2 separate regions of the Mus musculus genome follow, and region 1 is linked to region 2. The links are chromatin contacts, called in public Hi-C maps. All regions are on one chromosome and are shown on one strand. Each heading gives the region's core, a stretch centred on a gene start, on an enhancer-like site or on the middle of the called end of the contact. The rest is flanking DNA. Distances are from core to core; before and after follow the strand shown.

Region 1 (5,932 bases), core at 3,297-5,796, 910 kb before region 2:
CTGCGATGTAATTGGATATGATCGACCCAGCATCACTGAGCCAAGGCTGCTAATAGTTGTATGCCTTTTACACACACACACACACACACACACACACACACACACACACACACTCCACAGTGTCCTTGAACATAACACTTTTGAAGATGGCAGCTGGGGTTGGAGAGAGGACATTGATTAAGAGGGCATACTGTTCTTCCAGAGGACCTGAATTCTGGTCCCAGTCTCGTTCAGGGGGATCTAGTGCTTCTGACCTCTGTGGGCACCTGTATATATGTGTGTACACACAATTAAAATAATATGTATTGCCGGGCAGTGGTGCACACCTTTAATCCCAGTACTTGGGAGGCAGAGGCAGGTGGATTTCTGAGTTCGAGGCCAGCCTGGTCTACAGAGTGAGTTCCAGGACAGCCAGGGCTATACAGAGAAACCCTGTCTCGAAAAACAAAAAAGCAAAACGAAAAAAATGTATTTTAAGATGTATATGTTTATTTATATATCTGTATGTATATCTATATGTATTCTATATATGTATATGCATCTCATGTGTATATATTTCATATATATACACACATATGTGTATATATATACATGTGTATACATGTATATATGTATGTATATACATATATATACACACACATATATGTATGTATATATACACACATATATATTTATGTATGTATGTGTGTGTGCAGGCACTCAAGTGCCATGGCACACACCACACGTGGAGGGTCACTTTTGGGGATCAGTCGTCTCCTTCCGCCATGGGTTCTGGAGTTGAGGTCGTGAGAGTTCAGTGACAAACACCTTCACTCTTAGTTGCTGGGCCATCTTGCTGGTCAATGTCAGGTGTCTTTCTCAATCATATCCCACTTTATTTTCAAGACAGGCTCTCTCACGGAACGCCAAGTTCACCAGTCAGCTAGGCTGGCCAGCCAGAAATGCCCAGGGTCCTTCTGTTTCCGCCCCTGCAGAGCTAGCATTACAGGTGTGCTTGGCCTGCCTAGGCCTTTTGAGTGGATGCTCTGGATGAGAACTCAGGACCTCAGGCTTGTGTAACAAGAACCTCACCTGCAGAACCTTCTCTCCAACCTTCCAAGGCCCCCCTTCTCTCCTTTATTGTGTCACCTTCTTAGCCACTGTTTCCAAAGCCCGTCAGTGCTAATGTCCCCCTGGCCTGAGTTGTGGGTTTCTCTGACCCAGGATCTCTCCCTGAAGACTTCAATCAACAATAGCACACTGCTCGGTGTGTATTTGTGCAAGGTCAGCGGAAATTGCCAGCTCCCGTACCATAGCGGAGCCAAGTCCTGCCTGAAGAATCCAAAAGGTTTAAACTGGAACTGCTACATTGGGTTCAGACTGAGCTCTGCTGAGGAAGCAGGATGTAAAATCCTGGGGAGCCCACAAACCCCAGAATGATACCTTGTATAAGCTTTGGCCTGACTCAGAGCTTGAACAGCCAGCTACACTGTTAACAGTCGGAGTTTCCAAAGCGAACACAGGACCACCTGCCTGGTTGATGGTCCATTGGCCCCCAGCTTGTGGAATTTGTGAAACAGCTCCCTCTGCCGGGCTACTACTGCATTTAATGCTTTCTGTGTCAGAACTTGGGAGAAAATAGATGGACCTGGAAAGTATTACCTTAAGTGAGGTAAAAGAGTCAGAAAGACAAAATCACATGTGCCCTCACTCCCTCCCTCCCTCCCTCCCTCCCTCCTTCCCTCCCCCCCCCCGACCCCCAGATCCTAGCTTATGATGTTTCTGTGTGTGTATAAGTGAGGCTGAGTGTGGATAGAAAGTAGATGAAAGAGAGGAGAGAAGCAGGGGGAAGGTGCTGAGGAAGGATGGAGCAGAAGGCAGCAGAAGGCAGGAGACAGAAAAGCAGAAGCGGGTTATGGGGAGTGGGTGGACGGGTGCAAGGGAAGTCAGGCAATGGGCAAGAAGAGGGAAACAACAAAATTTAAAACAAAACAAAACACATGAACAATTGTTTTGACAATGCCACAATGATGCCAGGCGTGGTGGTGAAGGCTTTTAATCCTAACACTCAGGAGTCAGGGGCAGCCAATATCTGTTAGTTCAAATCTAGCCACATGAGAACTTATTTTTTTAAATGTTATAATGAAACCTAATACCGCATGTGCCATATATATATATATACATATATATGTATATATATATGATATGATATATTTAGTTGAATATATATATATTCAACTATAAAAAATCACTAGTTACCAACTAAGAAACTGGCTGATAGAATTAATGAGTCAAGTAAAGTGTCTGAAATGAGACCACTAGGGGTGTTTCGGTGGGGGCTCTCTGGGATTTTGCAAATCCTTTCTGGGTGGTCCCTTACCCCTCTGCTTCTAGGTCATCCATCACTGAAGAAAAAGAAGCAGCAGCCCTGACCCAGGAGGTTCAGGATGATAGAGTTTCAGCATCTTCTAGGAACAAATACAACCCAAAATTCACCTCTATGGGAAGCTGACATGTGTGAGAGGGTAACGGTGTCTGAGGCAGGCCAGCCAGAACACATTTCCTAAGGAGCCTTCTGAATGGAAGGTGTCTTAGAAGAGAAGGAAGGCAGCTATCCTGAGAGTCTTCTCTAGAGATAAGGTGAGCTTCCAGGCTTGGACCAAAGAAAGCTGGTGACCATGTGGAACCAGTCCACACCTGAACAGAACCATTCAGACTCATTTCTTTCGTCCTGCATTCTCCTGTTGTGTTACTGCAGTGCTAGGGCAGAAGGGAGCTGCAGAGGTAGGGGAGGGGCAAGGCGACCCTACCGATCTCCAGGTCAGTCATTCAAGTCTTAGAGATGGGATGTACATTCCTGTCAGTCAGGCCAGAGTGGTGACCACATGCCCACCATTCACTTATGAACCATACTTAAGTGTCATCTGTGTTACAATTCAAAGGAGTCTGCTTACCTTCTTCCTTACCACAAGCATCAGGCAAAAGGAGACCAAAACAGGAAATACTAATGATGGCTAGGTTGTAGAATGTAGCCAAATGGGCTTAGTACAATCTCTCTCTCCCCCATCCTGAACTCACTCCCACAGCTACATGGTCAGCACCTTCTGGCAACAGCCATCTTCTAGAAACTACACTCAGGCTCAGAAGGGAGTGACCCACCCCAGAAAAGCAGCTGAGTCACCCTGTCCCAGTTTCCCCTTCTGAACTCCTCCTGACTCCCCAGTCAGATAAATCATGCCTGCTCTCTTGGGGAGACATGAGTAAAGGGCGGTGGGGGAGGCCAGGCATAGTATTCAGTACCGTAGCTCAAATCTTGGGCACCCGGGGTTTCCAGAGAAGAGAGAGCGTGGGGCAATCTCTCCTGGGAAACCACTGTGTATATATTCATGCCCCTTCCCTCAGCCACAACACAGATAAACCCCAGTGCTCAGCACCCAGACCAAAGCAGAGCTTCAGTTGTGTTTCCAAAACTCCTTGCTGCATCTGCCCCAGCCTTTGCAACAGCTGCTTTCTCTTCATCCCCTGCTCTAGATTTCCAGCTCTGGAAAGTCAGGGACCATAGCCACTATTTTAGAATTCGGCACATAGCAGATATCTCAGGACTGTTAGGGATGTTTGGATGAATAAGGAATAAAAGCTCCATACAGGTAGGATGCGAGAGTTTGAGCATGAAGTGTCGCCCCCCCCCCCCCAAAAGAGGTTCATGCACTGAAGGCTTAGACCCCAACTGGTAGTGCTATTCTGGTAGGTTCTAGAAGCCTTAGGAAGTAGAACCTATATGGAAGAAGTGGGTCAAAATGGGTATGCTCGTGAGAGCTATGACAAGTCCCCAGATCCCTTGTCACTTCTGCTTTCTGGTTAGACATACATGATGGTACCACCATGACCCACGTTTCTCCACAGAACCAAGTAACCATGGACTGAGCCCTTTGAAACCGTGAGCCAAAAGAATCCTCCCATTTAAATGTTTCCCTTAGGTATTCTGGTCCTGGCACCTAAAGTTCTAACATATAGGTCCACCCAGTCCCACCATATATATGCCATTTGATTCTGTCTAACGGTAAAGTTGCCTTAGTTCTAAGGGGAAGAGTGTACCATCCTAGAACAGAAATCCCTGAGGGTCCCAGACTCAAGAGACAATTGGGGTCAGAACTAAAATCTTCAGGAAGCTAAGAGTTCCCAAGTGACATGAGCCCTCCCTGCTCCCTGCAGCTGGCACTGGCCCTAGCCTGAGTACTGGCCTCTTATAGGCCTCTTCTTGTCTACATATGGTTTCAGCCTTCCTCTAGGGGGCTTAGAACTTAGGCTCGGGGCTAACAACTACATCTGGGAGGCTCTAACCCAGAGAAACACAAAGACCTCTTTCAAAGTACAAGTACTGAAAAAAAAAATATAATCTCAACACTTCCTCCGTATGCGTCATACCTTTTTTTTTTTTTTTTCCTGATGTCAATAGCATGTTGGCCGATTGGGTCTCAGAGACCATGTTAGGATGAACACTGGTTGCTGTGTTTAATTAGAAGGGCAAAAGATAGAGTAGCTTGGACTTTGAGCAGAAAGAAAACCAAGAGGAGGAGCTATGAGGCCTGGCAGATGTTCTCTGACACAGTCAGTCCCTGCCAGCTCTGGGCCCTGTCCCACCCCTGTAGAAATTCTGGCAAGTCCTATCGTTATTTTTTCTAACCTGTCATTATCTGTCTCCTGGAGGTAATAACTTCAAATTTCATAGGACTGTTCAGTGAAAATTAAACAAAAGGAAACACATCGGATACTTTCTATAGTACTAAACATATAGCAAGTATCTGGCACCAGTATTTTTGAATCATAGACATTGCTTTATTGTTTTTTGCTTTGCTTTAAGATTTGCTTGTAAGATTCTAGAGAGAGGCAAGCGGCCAAGGAGAAAAAGATGATTAACAGTTTCCAGGGACCCATGCTGAAGTAGTGGTAACGCTGGAGTGACCCCTTGCTGGGGCACAGATGTTCAAGCCTCCAGATGTTCACACTGGACTGGTTTTCTGTATGTAGCACAAAGGAGCTGAAACCCAAACAGGTCTGGGAAACTTGTACAAGCACAAAGTCAGTCGGGAGCACAGCGACAGTCTTAAATCAATTGCAAATAAAAGCCCCAAGAAGGAACTCTACTACCGCCTGCACCCGCGGTAACCTGGAAAGCTTGCTTCTGCTTCGGGTTTCTCCACATTATACAAAGGAGTAGGAGAGAGAGAAGTGGGGAAAGAGGAGGGGTGAAAGATGGGGAGGGGAAGGATGGAGAGGAGGAAGAGGAGAAGAGAGGGGGAAAAGGGAAGATGGAGGAGAAAGAAGAGGGGGAAGAAAGCGGTGGGGGGAGACTTTTTAAACATTCCTCCCCCAACTTCCTGCCTCCTGGAGAGAGGAGCCAGCAGCCACCAGAGATCTTAGAGGGACGCCTTGTGTCTGGGCCACCACGGGCAGTCAAGGAGCCTTGCTTTTGGTCCTAGGGGAAGCTGTCCCTTGAGGAGGCTGCAGTGTGTCCACCAACATGGTTCAATGAGGGCAGTAGTTTGCACACATGGGGAACCACTAGGAATGACAGAGTCTAGCCCCGGGGCTATTTTAGGCCAGACCCAGAATTGGAGTCAGTGGAGGTTTTGTTTATGTAACATCTGCTCAAGGCTCTTTGGAGCAAATAACCCAGGCTTCCAGGCCTGCGCTCGCTCAACGAGCAGGGGCGTGGCTTCGAGCTTCCTGTTGTTCTTGGCACTGCTTCCCTGCTGTTGTGGCTCCTCTCCCAAAGCTGTTTGCTGCCTCCTAGGCTCAGCGCAGTAGCTTTCTCCTTAGATCCCTTTCTAGGGTCAGGATAGCTTGTAAGTAGCCATGAAGCTAGAGGAGATGGTACCGCAGGGACTATGCTCCAGGGAGTTGCTTCCTGACCCCCGGGTGTCCTGGCCACTTGTCAGCCTCCCCCTGCTTC
Region 2 (5,766 bases), core at 2,769-5,268:
TCTTAGTTCCTGGTTCCCATACACCAAGAACAATCGTCTATGCTTAGCTATCTGTCCACTTACATTTTGTATGCAGAGAACATGACCAGTCCCAAACCATGTGATCCTGAGCTGACTCTAAAGTCAGGGACCGAATCCTTAAACTGGTGGCCTTTTTGGAAACAAGAGGAAAATCTTATAGCTGCAGCAGTCGGATAACAGAAGGTACATTCTGTTGACTTCATGGGGATTTTAAATATTGCCTGTGGAGAGTAAAAATTACCCCAGCACACAGGAAGGAGCTCAGCCTATTAAGACCTCAAGATCTTCCCTTGCATCAACAGCAAACACTCCCCCTGCATCTCCTCTTGGAGGGACTCCTAAGATACTTATTAGAATTCAAGACACTCATTAATTTGTAGGATACTGAACAACCTTGCATTTTTCAGGCTTGCGTGGGCACCAGAGAAATGCTATTTAAGGATGCTAATATCTACTCATCAACACAGAAGACACAGCCCAGTTCCCAAATTGTAGCTCCTTTATAAGAGAAGTAGCCATGGAATGTGAAAACTCCTGCCTTAGGAATTAAGTAGGGATTTCTGAAGATGACTTGGATCTAATTTAGAGGTCCATGGGCTGTCTGGAGTCCAGGGAAACATAATAATTAAGTATTTCGTAACCACGAACTTGCTGAGGGTTGCTTCTGTACCACCTAATGGTTGGAGGAGTACAAACAGGAAAATTTTAAGAATGATTCTTTTTCCGTTTTAAGATCACCCAAAGATCATGTTCCTTGATTTAAGAGCCAGAGGACCAGTGGCAAGGTGTGGCTGTCTTTTTTTTTTTTTGGCTGAGTGGCCTGTCACTACCTCTGTGAAAGTGGGGTAGCATCAACAAATCTGGAGCTGCTATGGGAGCAAAGCAATCTTTGTAAACATCTGTAGGATGGTAGAGAGGACAAGAAGACATTAGTCCACGCTTCCATTAACTGCTAAGGGGAAATGCGTGCCCAAAGCCCAAGAAATGAACCACATAAATTGAGAGGTCTGTGTGAAGGCTGTGGTCTTTGTCTTTCTCAGATAGAAAAGAGATCTGGCGCGCTTCCATTTCACGGCTGACTTTGCTTCCCAGGGGCCCCTGCGGGTACATCTGTTTGCGCCAGGGAGCACCAGATTACTTTTCCCCTTTGGGGGCATTGACGTACGTATGTGATTATTTATGGTTTTGCTCTCACCAATGGTTTGTTTTCTGTTCTGTGCTTACTGAGCACACAGCCTCAACCACCGTGGCTTTGCTCCTGGGCAGACCCTACCGTGTGCTTTTGCCGCTCCTTCTGTCTCTGCAGCCACTGCCTTCCGGCACCCAAGTGGGGCTGTGCAGACATTCCGAGGATGCTGGGCAGAGAGAAGAATCTTTCCTAGAACAGTGTTTACGAACTCGAGGTCCCGACTTAGGTGATGTTAGGGGACACAGGGATGTTTCCTTAAGTGACATCTCATGGAGATGTGCTCTGGTGCTCTGGAGAACAGCGTTTCTTTTTCAATTCGCTCTAGTCCCTTTGACTCTAGAAATTATCAGAACGTTTCTTGTTAGCACCATTTAGCTGTTGGCTAAATAAGACTCTTAGAAACAGATTTCAGGTCCAGACATTTGACACGTATGAATCAATAAAGTTTTATTGTCACAGGTTTTAACTTTTCAGTTTATGACAAATAACATGCCACTTTTTATTTGTAATAATAAATGAGCCTCTAAAAATGTCTCCCTTTAATAACAGAAATCTTTGAGTTGGAAAGTGAAGACTGAAAAAATAAGAGTACAGAAATACACAAATAAGCTAAAACTTGGGGGGTGGGGCTAACACGGCTAAAGTTTCCTTTTTGTTTAGGATCACTGAAAGAAGCTAAATATGGCCAGGGAGGTAGACCAGTGCTGCTCTAAGCAAATGCAGAGGCCCTTTCTTCCTTCCTTTCTTCCACTGGTACCTGTCCTTACTTTCATCACTGGGACAAGCTCACCATCACCTTACATCAGCACTACTGATCCATGCCAACATCTCACTTCTCTTGCCACCACCCCTACTCCTGCGCTGCTAGACCAGGTTTTTACCACTCAGGCCTCTAGTGCTGGAACGAGGTCCCACCATCCTCCTTAATTCTGTTCAGTCATTCTTACTTCCAGTGCCCAGAGCGTGCATATGTATGTATGAATATGTGTATATGTATGTGTATATATACACACATATATATTTTATATCTGCGTATATCATACATGTATATATACACATACACAAACTTGTTAAACTTGGGAGTAAGGCTAACATAGCTAAAGTTTCTATCATCTATCTATCTATCTATCTATCTATGTGTGTGTGAATATATATACAGTATGTACATAAAATATATGTATATAAATATATAAGTATGTGATATATATGTATATATACACATATATGTGTGTGTATATATACACGTATATGTGTATATATATATATATATATATATATATATATATATATATATATACACACATATCTTAGCTTCTTACTGGGAACTTAACAGTGCTTCCCACCAAAATATCTGGTCACATCTAATTTTTTCTGCCTGCCATTTCATGATTTTTCCATCTCTCCTCTGGGTCTCCTGTTAGTATCCCATTGCTCAGTATCATTGTAAAAGCTCTGGAACTGAGAATTGTCTTAGGCAGGGTTCTATTGCTCTGAAGAGACACTGTGACCACCGCAACTCTTATGAAGGAGAACATTTAATTAATTGGGGCTGACTTACAGCTCGAGAGGTTTAGTCCATTGTCATCATGGTGGGGGGCATTGGTGGCACACAGGAGAGTGGCTAAGAGTTCTCCATCCAGATTTGCATGCAGCAGGAAGAGAAGACACTGGGCCTGGCTTGAGTCTTTGAAACTCAAAGCCCACCCCAAGTGACACACTTCCTCCATCTAGGCCATATATCCTAATAGTGCCACTCTCTGGTGACCAGCATCAAATCTAGGAGCCTAAAGGGGACATTTCTACTCAAACCACTACAGTAACCTTATAAAGAGATACATCTACTTAGTTCACAATTCTAGAATTTCAAGGGCCCAGATCTCAGGATTGTCACCTTGCTGGCAGAGTCCTAAGGAAGCCCAGGGCAGAGCATGCCCAACACAAGGGAGTGCATATCTATTACTGTCTGTCTCTTCTGGTCTCACCTCCCCTCTATAGAAAGGCACCAGTAATGCTGATGTTCTATTCTCTTCCCAAAGAACCCTTCCCAACAGGTAGCTGGAATAAGTCACCGCCCTTGTAATTATTAGGCAATATCTATAATGGAGAAATGTCAACACACCAAGCCTTGATGGGCACATGCAAACCATATCCACACCACAACATCCCCCCTTTCCATTTTATCTCTCTAGAACATTCCTTTTTCCCATTGAGGTCTTCATAGTTTTATTGTGAACACTTAATATGCTATTCAAGATTTCTCTGTAAGTTCAGTTTTTGATAGTTTGTAGTTATGGATTTATGATTTATTTAATCAGTCTCTTATGAGATATTTTATTCATTTCTATTCACTCTTTATAATGATCAACACTACATTGAAAACGCTAATAAACAACCCCACAGTCAAGCCTGTATATGAAATATACAATCAGAAAAAGACACTTTGTATCTCTTTCCTACTTCCTACTGTTGCAACAAACTAAACAAACAGGGATCAAGTAAAGCATAAGGAAAACAAGGACATTCTAGAATGTCACTTTAAACAGGGAGCTTCAATTGTTGTAAATTAAAACAAAACAAAACAAAACAGAACCACCTCATTTGGGGTGTGGTGGTAAGCTAAGCACCTTTCCAGTAGTCAGACCTGAAATGATTTAACAGCCCGGGCAACAGGGCAAGACCTTATCGATAAGACAGATACTCCTTCAGGTCATCTAACCTTGCTGGCTTCTCTGAGTCAGAGCAGGAAGAATTAGAACAGCACCAGGATGACATGTGTTTGTCCTTTCGTAGACCAAGAGAGACAGTCACTGCCAAAACCTCACGAATGCTGCAACTTGGAAGGCGTCCAGCTTCCTTTGGAACCCCAGTAGTCCCCAGACTGCAGGTCAGCAGCCTGACAAAGTGGAGCCTCTGGTCTCAACTCTGTGTACCAGCAGGGGTCAGGTGACCTGGAGCTGCTTTGGAGAAGTAAATTATTTTTGTTTGGTGGGAAGCAAGAGTGTAGGGGTGAGGAGATATTGCCCTAAATATGATATGATCCAGCTGTCCAAACATGGGTGACTCAGCTCGGCCTCTCACCCGGCTGCACATCCAGATGTTTGCCCTCACACAGCCATGATGATCTGTCCTTCTATTGAGTGCAACTTGTACTAATTGTGTTTGTCAAAGACTTACATTTGGTTTTAATTAGGGGCCATCTAGTTTGATTCAGTCAGTCCCACCCCTGAGTTTTAGTACTGGACACAGCCCACATTATTAAGAAACTTTAAGTCCCAACTGACCTATGTCTTGCTATTATGAGCACTGAGGTTTCTATTCCATCTCAGTTCAAATAAAAGAAACTTTAAGACTACAGTAATTATTTGAATTGGTTACCAGTATCTATCTGTTAGAATTCAAATAACTCTTTAACATCTATACATCCTCCAACTACTGAATTCTCAGGATGGCAATGGGTTCTTAATATTTATTTATCTTTGTTCTCAGAAGTCTCCGACAATTACATTTCATGGTTAGACCGGCTTTCAAATTCTGACCAGATGTGTGGTCTTGCCTGGGTCACCAATAATGTCTCTGAATTTAATTTCCTCATTTGAAATTTAGAGGATTAGAAGATGTTATTGTGAAGATTAAATATCGTAGACTATTTAAAAATACTCACCAGCATATTTGCTGGGTAGCATATATGCAAATATACAGGAGTTCTTTCTGTTCTCTCTTTACAAAGTCTTTGGTAGAGTCTGATTTAGGAATCTCATGTCTGGTCTGACCTCTAGGAGAGTGAGTTAGCTTTTCAACAGCTTCAGTGTCCTGCATTTTTTAGGTTATCCTTTTTTCCCTCCTGAGAGACAAAGCAAGAACAGCGCAGGAAACCCAGGTAAGCAGAGAGGAAGCAAGAACTGTTCTCTGTGAGTCACTTTCTACAGCATTGCCCCATCATCTGAGTTAATGCTCTGACAACCCAAAGCAATCTGAATTTCTCAAGGCCATCAGCAAGACGTGCCAGGAGAGCAGAGTCGCAGAAAGTCAAGTACACAGGCCAGCTAACTGCCTGATATGCTCTGCTGTGAACTCAGTGTGTTTCTCCAGAATTCATGGCCTGAAGCTGTGATTCCAGTATATGAAGGTTAGCTTCCTAAGGAAGTCATACTCAGGACATAAGGACAACCTATTCATCATTAAAAGTAAATAGCCTGTCTGATTAATTACAGTTATTCTCCCAGACCTTTCAAAACTGTGACCCATTCTTGGAGAGAAGACAAAATGAAGTTTCTTCATCTATAAAGTTGAAGCCAAGTCAAAGAAAGATGGAGACACCCAAGCAAGATGTCCTCCCAGTCTAGGTACATCTGCAAGCAGCTTATTCTCTTCTATCCCCATCTCCTTCAGTGCCTACACATGCCCCGCCTTCCCTTTAGTTTCCTCCTCACAGTTAAATGCTCTGCTCCATTCAGGTTTGCTGCCTCACGTGCTCCTTAATCACCCAACACCCATCCCTTACTTCAGCTCCTGATGTTTTAGTATATATAGACTGAGACAAATTTAAGACTGCATTA

The links. Hi-C and Micro-C count contacts between places; a contact is called where the count stands out from the background.
Region 1: a Hi-C map of uterus shows a contact between it and region 2. The contact joins two enhancer-like sites.

Annotation. Positions count from the first base shown.
Region 1 is chr5:74,792,200-74,798,131 of GRCm38.p6, reverse strand. No RefSeq gene overlaps it. Among named protein-coding and RNA genes, the nearest start is that of Lnx1, 92 kb to the right of the region's middle. Within about 2 kb of position 4,546, at least 196 of the 459 cell types and tissues checked have an H3K27ac peak or open chromatin away from gene starts, as enhancers often do. A contact at or near this core is called in uterus, where this site is marked.
Region 2 is chr5:73,880,548-73,886,313 of GRCm38.p6, reverse strand. No RefSeq gene overlaps it. Among named protein-coding and RNA genes, the nearest start is that of 1700019F05Rik, 29 kb to the left of the region's middle. Within about 2 kb of position 4,018, at least 28 of the 459 cell types and tissues checked have an H3K27ac peak or open chromatin away from gene starts, as enhancers often do. A contact at or near this core is called in uterus, where this site is marked.